2 separate regions of the Sus scrofa genome follow, and region 1 is linked to region 2. A link is a contact called in public HiChIP or PLAC-seq data. All regions are on one chromosome and are shown on one strand. Each heading gives the region's core, a stretch centred on a gene start, on an enhancer-like site or on the middle of the called end of the contact. The rest is flanking DNA. Distances are from core to core; before and after follow the strand shown.

The links. HiChIP or PLAC-seq counts read pairs in DNA pulled down with a chosen protein or histone mark.
Region 1: a contact with region 2 is called in an H3K27ac HiChIP or PLAC-seq map of alveolar macrophages. The contact joins the promoter of SDSL here to the enhancer-like site in region 2. A contact is called at or near these places in 1 of 5 promoter capture datasets (fetal liver), 5 of 47 Hi-C or Micro-C datasets (brain, embryonic fibroblasts, epiblast stem cells and 2 more) and 1 of 2 datasets of contacts at active chromatin or transcription factors (alveolar macrophages).

The regions. Positions count from the first base shown.
Region 1 is chr14:38,483,111-38,486,710 of Sscrofa11.1, reverse strand. SDSL (serine dehydratase-like) reads left to right here and starts at 2,252. Exons shown (of 9, transcript XM_005670678.3): 1 at 2,252-2,670.
Region 2 is chr14:38,103,340-38,106,641 of Sscrofa11.1, reverse strand. RBM19 (probable RNA-binding protein 19) reads right to left here. Exons shown (of 25, transcript XM_005670677.3): 16 at 2,176-2,305. Among named protein-coding and RNA genes, the nearest start is that of RBM19, 23 kb to the right of the region's middle. Within about 2 kb of position 1,346, at least 7 of the 83 cell types and tissues checked have an H3K27ac peak or open chromatin away from gene starts, as enhancers often do. A contact at or near this core is called in alveolar macrophages and fetal liver, where this site is marked.

The DNA of each region.
Region 1 (3,600 bases), core at 1,003-3,502, 380 kb before region 2:
ACTTAGAAGCAAATAACAACAAAGATATGACACTCCAAAACCTATGGGATGCAGCAAAAGCCGTTCTAAGAGGACAGTTTATAGCAATACAAGCCCACCCCAGGAAACAAGAAAAAGCTCAAATAAACAAGCTAACTTTACATCTAAAGCAGCTAGAGAGAGAAGAACAGATAAGACCTAAAGTTAGTAGAAGGAAAGAAATCATAAAGATCAGAGCAGAAATCAATGAAATAGAAACAAAGAAAACCATAGAAAAGATCAAGGAAATAAAAAGCTGGTTCTTTGAAAAGATCAACAAAATGGATAAACCCTCAGCCAGACTTATCAAGAAAAAAAGAGAGAAGACTCAAATCAATAAAATTAGAAATAAAAAGAAGTAACAACAGACATCACAGAAATACAAAGGATCATAAGAGACTACTATATGCAACTATACACCAATAAAACAGAAAACCTAGAAGAAAGGACAAATTCTTAGAAAGGTACAATCTTCCAAGACTAAACCAAGATGAAATAGAAAAGATGGACAGACTAATCACAAGTACTGAAATTGAAACTGTGATAAAAAAACTTCCAACTAACTAATTGTTAATAATGCTCCATGGAGAGGAAAAAGAGGCAGAAATTAAATGAGGAATTATTTTTATTGTATTCTCCTTTAATTGTTAAATATTTTTCCTGTTTGTATACTTATTTTTTAAATTAAATTTTGGTTTCATTTTTGTTTAAAAAAAGACTCCATTTTTAAACTTTAATACCTGCTTTAGCTTCTTCCTAAGCAATGATGTCCATGAAGTTATATATATATCCTAATATTCACAGAAATATATACTCAACCATTAAAACACCTTTGGGAATTGATGGTCAACACGAAAGTGCTGGCATACAGTAGGCATGCAATAAATGCAGCTGTTGTGCTTCCTGTCCAAGTATGAGCTGTGTGCCAAGGCCCTTCTCCTCCAGGAAGCTCTCCTTGGTCATACCCCACCCCTAGCTGCCCTAGGGGGACCTTCTGCTCTCTTTCCTCCTGGGGGAGTCTTAGGTTGTCACTGAATTGGTGTGTGCCTCTCCTCTTCAGGCTGGGGGTCACATCAAGGCATGAACTGAGTTTTACCACCTCTGTGTCCCCAGGGCCCAGTCCAGGACAGGGCACCTGACAAGGATGGTGTATGTTTGTTTTTTAATTTTTTGGCCTTGCCTGTAGCAGGCATGTGGAAGTTCCCCGGCCAGGGATCGAAACTGTGCCACAGCAGAGACATCCATGGATGGTGTATGTTTAATGTGAGAACAAAGATGAAGCTGCCCAAGTTCTTGTCAAGGATCATGACCAAGCAGTTCTTCTTGACCCCCAGTTGACCTGGAGTTAATCATCAAACTCGGGGAGGTTACACATAGGCTAATAAGGGAACAGACCATTTGGGCTGCCAGGCGCTTCCTGGACCCCACTTCCCCTTTCACATAAGGGAAACTGAAGGCCCTCAAATAGACGTGACCAGCTCAGATTCACCCAGTGAGATGCTAAGAGACAAGATGTGACTGTAGTCACGTCATACCCCTGCCTAAAGCTGTCCATGGCTCCCTAGTGCCCCTGGGGGAGGCCCAGACTCTGGATTGGCACAGGCATTCTGCTGTCCCACCCTTGCCTTCTCTGTTCCAGTCCCGCTGCACACGGCTCCATTCCCGAAACCCCCACATTCCTCAGTTTCAGACCTTTGCTCTCTGTGCTCCTGATTCCTGGCTCCGCGCAGTCTCCTCCCCCAGGAAGCCTTCCCAGCCCCCAGGGGCCAGTGAGGGGCCTGCTCTTGGTGTCCAGAGCCCTCCCACACCTCTCCCTGCCAATATCGACTGCAATGATCATGCCTGCTCTTCAAAGTCCCTTGGGGCTTCTTGAGGGCAGGGGACATGCTGTCTTGTTTGAGGCTAAAGGTCCCTGGGCTTGATGCTTTGTAGGTGTCCAGTAAATATTCCTGAAGGAATGAATCAATTGTCAGAATGATTCATTTGAATAATAAACAATTTATGACTTCCAATGTTGGGTGCAAACTAATCAGAGATAAAGGAGGTGTTTTGGAAAAAAACATGCCTTTCTCATGTGACAGAAAATAATTGTTTGTTTGTTTCCTTCTTTTGGCTGCCCCTATATTGTGAGGAAGTTCCTGGGCCACAGATTGAACCTACACCACATTAGTAACCAGAACCACAACACTGACATTGCCTGATCCTTAACCCACTGAGCCACCAGGGTATTCCAATGATAGTTTCTTTGTCCTTGTTTTCTCCTCCCAGACCTTAGCTGAACTTGACAGTGGTCCAGGGGAACCAGCTTGGCATTCGGGACAAGCACTGGACTTGGAGGAGTCTGTGTCACGACAGAGGTGGTGCAGTGTGGGGGGTAAAGGGTGCCTCTCCCTGGCTGCTGGCCTTGGGCAAGTGAGTCCCCCTCTCTGGGTCTCAGTTTCTTCATTTGTCAAATGGGAACAGGTAATCACGTATCCTGGAAGCACACAGGGAGGCAGTGAAGCTTGTGTTCCCTTTCTCCTCCCGCAGGGAGCTGTCCCTTTAACCTGGGAGGAGGGACCAGGGCCACGGGAGGCTGGCAGAGCGGTGCTAAGGCAAGCTTGTGGGCAGTGGGCTGGGGCTGAGCTGCTCTGGGGACCTCTGGAAAAGAAGGTAAGGGGGCCAGAGATCCAAATAGGGCCCTGGGGCTCCTTGCGCATGTGAATGTGTGTAGAGGCTAGTCTGGAAGTTTCTGGGGCCTAGTCCCAGATGAGTAGACAGGAAGTGAGAGGGTGAGAATATCCTGGTCCTCCCAGGAATCTGGGTTCAGCTCCAGGGCCTGTCTGCCACAGGCGAGAAGGCTGGGTGCCCGGGACCCTGAGGATCGGGGAGCCCATCCTGCCCCGAGGGGGCGGGGCCAAGCATTCTGGGCAGCCTGAGGCTGCCCAACTCTGGCACCGGGGATTTGGCTGTGGCGTGTCATCCAGGAGGCCTCTGGGGAACAGCCTGAGGGACAAGGGAGGTGGAAAAGGTAGTTGGTCTTTACCTTAAATCATAGATGCAGCAGGTGAGGCCCAGGGAGGAAAGGCGTCTTGGCCAAGGTCGCCCCCACTGGGACCTGAGCACCAGCCCCATGCCTCTCACAGCAGACAGGGCCCTGGGCTCCTCAGGCCCAGCGGCAGCCACACATGGTGAGAGCCTCCAGTTGTCCCCAGATCTCCCTCTAGGAGGCCTGGCCCTGATGGGCGTTGGTAAGGCTGCTGGCAACCTGGGATTCATTCATTTAACTGACGCCTGCTGTTCTTGTCTGGGCAGTTGGTATAACCAAGGGGGCTGGGGGAGCCTGGAATGGAGCCCGGAGCAGTTGGCTTCTAAGGTCAACCTGCAGTTAAATACTACATGCTCACACATTTAATAATAATGCTAATGTAAGAGAGAGAGAGAATGCATGGTGGGTAAGAGCCCAGATGCCAAAGTGCACTGCCTGAGTTTGAACCTGGCCGTACCATTTATAGCTGTGTGACTTTGAACAATTTACTTAATCCCTTTGGACTTCAGTTTCATTATCTAATAAGTGAAGTTAATAAATGAACCTATCTCAAA
Region 2 (3,302 bases), core at 97-2,596:
GGAACCATGCTCTGTGGGAATCTGCCTGACGACATGGGACTCAGGAGGGCTGGGGACCAGCACAGACGCACACAACTTCCAGGCCCCAAACCTGCTCTGTTTGCTACAACTATTTACTCCTGCCCCAGCCCTGGGTCTCCCTTGTGTCAGTGATGGCAGAATGCTGCACACCAGCCCCTTGGGAGGCAGGGCCTGGCCCCGACTATTTCGGGGTGACGGCTAGTTGAGAGAAACCATGACTACATAAAAGGAAGTCTTTTTGATGGAAGTATGAGCAGATTGGAAGGGAATGCTACCAAGTGGTGGACAAAAATAACCCCTAACCAGGGGCTGGTGCGGGGCTCTTGAGAGATGTATAGCAATGACCGGTAACCCCAAGGGCTAGGGAGGCTTTCAGGGGCCTCAGAAAGTAGAAAAGGAAGAATTTTCCTTCCTGACAGAAACAAGGCTTCTAGACCAGTGGTTCCCAAATGCCTTGCAGTGACCAGGCCAGTCCTGAAGGAGCTTTTACTGATTTACAGGAACTGCAGACAGCCTAGGGAGCATAACTGATGGTGAGGTCTATTCAGCTAAAGGATTGTTCTTTAGTTTGAAAATCCTGCCTCCCCACACCCACTCCCCCCACCATGACACTCATTTTTTTTTTTTTTTTTAATGAGGAAAATGGAGAGGGTATATAGGAGATGTATTTTCTAAATCCTTATGTTAACAAACTGGCAACCCTATGGTGAGATGGGGTAGGGGATACTACAGATGGGCAAGATCATAGGGTCTGGGTAAGGGGCTGTCAGGTCCTTTTCAAAGCTTTTCTAAAGGCCTTTGATCCTGGAAAAATCATGGTCTCCCACGTGGTTCTCAACTGAGGGCTGCACTGCCCCCTAGAGGGCACCTGGGAGTGCATGTGCGTGTGCCTATTAATTCTGGGACAGTCACAGTCCCCTAAATGTTTCTCAATTGAGAGCTGCACTGCCCCCTAGAGGGCATCTGGGGGGGAAGGGGGGGAGGGGGGAGAGAGGGAGAGAGAGAGAGAGAGAGAGAGAGAGAGAGAGAGAGAGAGAGAGGGAGAGACAGTGTGTGTGTTTGTGTGTGTGTGTGTGTGTGTGAGTGAGTGTATATGTGTGTGTCTCTGCCTGTCTGCCACAATTACAGGGGGCATTCCTGACACTCAGTGCGTAGGGTCCAGGGATGCAAAATGTCTTACAACTGTAGAAGAGTCCCAACAAGGAAGAACTGTGCTGCCTTGAGTGTCAGCAGCACCCTTCCTCACTCAAGGGTAAAGCATCCATCACTGGGGGGGTCCACATCCCTTCCCTTTCCTGCCTTTGCAGTCATTGGACACCAGAGGGCGCTATGCCACCCCAGGACCCTGGAGAATAAACATCTCCAACAGCCAGGCGCACCCATCCTGGTGGATGAGGGAGTAAGAAGGCTGTTTTCTCTTGTTCTCTTCTGAACCCCTAATAATAGGTTCCAGTTTTTGTTTTTTGTTTGTCCAAAAGTAGGACACCTTATGCTGTACTAATAATTTTTATGCCCCATTTTTTTTCTTTTTAGGGCCATATCTGCAGCATACAGAAGTTCCCAGGCTAGGGGTCAAACTGGAGCTGTGCCTGCAACCTACACCACAGCTCGAGGCAACACTGGATCCTCAACCCACTGAGTGAGGCCAGGGACTGAACGAACCCGCATCCTCATGAACACTAGTCAGGTTCATTATTCTACTAAGCCACAACTGGAATGTCTACGGTCTACTTTTTTTTTTTTTTTTGCTATTTCTTGGGCTGCTCCCACAGCATATGGAGGTTCCCAGGCTAGGGGTCCAATCGGAGCTGTAGCCACCGGCCTACGCCAGAGCCACAGCAACGCAGGATCTGAGCCGTATCTGCAACCTACACCACAGCTCACGGCAACGCTGGATCCTTAACCCACTGAGCAAGGGCAGGGACCGAACCCGCAACCTCATGGTTCCTAGTTGGATTCGTTAACTGCTGCGCCACAACGGGAACTCCCTATGGTCTATTTTTAAAGGACATTTTACATGCCTGTAAAATCCATGAGACTGGGACCCAGTAGTCTCAGGATGAATGAAGCACTTTGAACCGAATGCGTGATAGACAACTGAGTGCTGCCCTTCCCTCACCTGCTGCCCCAGGACACCTCAGCCTCTGCTCTCACCTGTTTCTGGCTCCATCCTGTCCTTTTCCGTCAGTTCTGCCGGTGTGTCTTGGGGTTCTTTCTTCTGCGGGGCTGGGCTGGAAAAGACACCCATCGGGGCCCACTCCAGATACAGGGGGACATGGTGGAACTGCAGAGACAGGGGCGGGGGAGGGACTCAGTTCACAACTGGGGATGATGGGCCAGGTGCCTGGAGTGCAGCACCCTTTGTGCTGCCCAATGCCTGGGAAGAGGGGCCTGAGCTGCAGCTCAGGGCTTGGGGCAGAGGCCTGAGCACCTGCTGTCACTGGACCCATCTTCATCCCGTTTTCTCTAACCAGACTGCGGAGGGGAGGGAGAGCAGAATCCACCACACAGGGCAGCCTTCCTAGAGGATGTGCAGTGGGGCCATTGACACCACACATACACTCAGAGGTAGCATGTGTGAACCTGTGTACATACGTAGGTTTTTTTTTTGTTTTTTTTTTTTTTTTAAAAAAAAAAAAAAGGATAAATGAGACACAGTCTACAAAGTGTTACACTGACTGATAAGGAGAAGCACTTGCAGTGGGTTGAAGGGGGACCTCCAACTGATATGTCCACGTCCCAAGTCCCAGAACCTGTGAACATGGCCTTGCTTGGATATAAAAGATCTCTGCAAATGTCATTTAGTGAAGGGTCTTATCTTTTTTTTTTTTTTTTTTTTGCTTTTTTTAGCATGATACCCATGCATACGGAAGTTCACAGGCGAGGGGTTGAATTGGAGCTGTAGGTGCCAGCCTACACTATAGCCACAGCAACGCCAGATCCTTAACCCATTAAGCGAGGCCAGGGATTGAACCTGCATCCTCATGGACACTAGTTGGGTTCTTAACCCATTGAGCTATGACAGGAACTCCCTGAGTGAAGGGTCTTGAGGTGAGATCCCTGTGTTATCTGGTTGGACCCTAAATCCAATGACGAGCACCCGTTGGGTAAGAGAAAAGCAGAGGGAGGGCTGGAGATGGAGAGAAAGAGAAGGCCACGTTGGCAGAGGTGGAGATGGGACTGATGCAGCCATGAGCTAAGGGACACCTGGAGCCTCCAGATGCTGGAAGAGGACAGGAAGGACCCTCCCCCACCCCCACAAGAGTCTTTAGAGGAGCCTG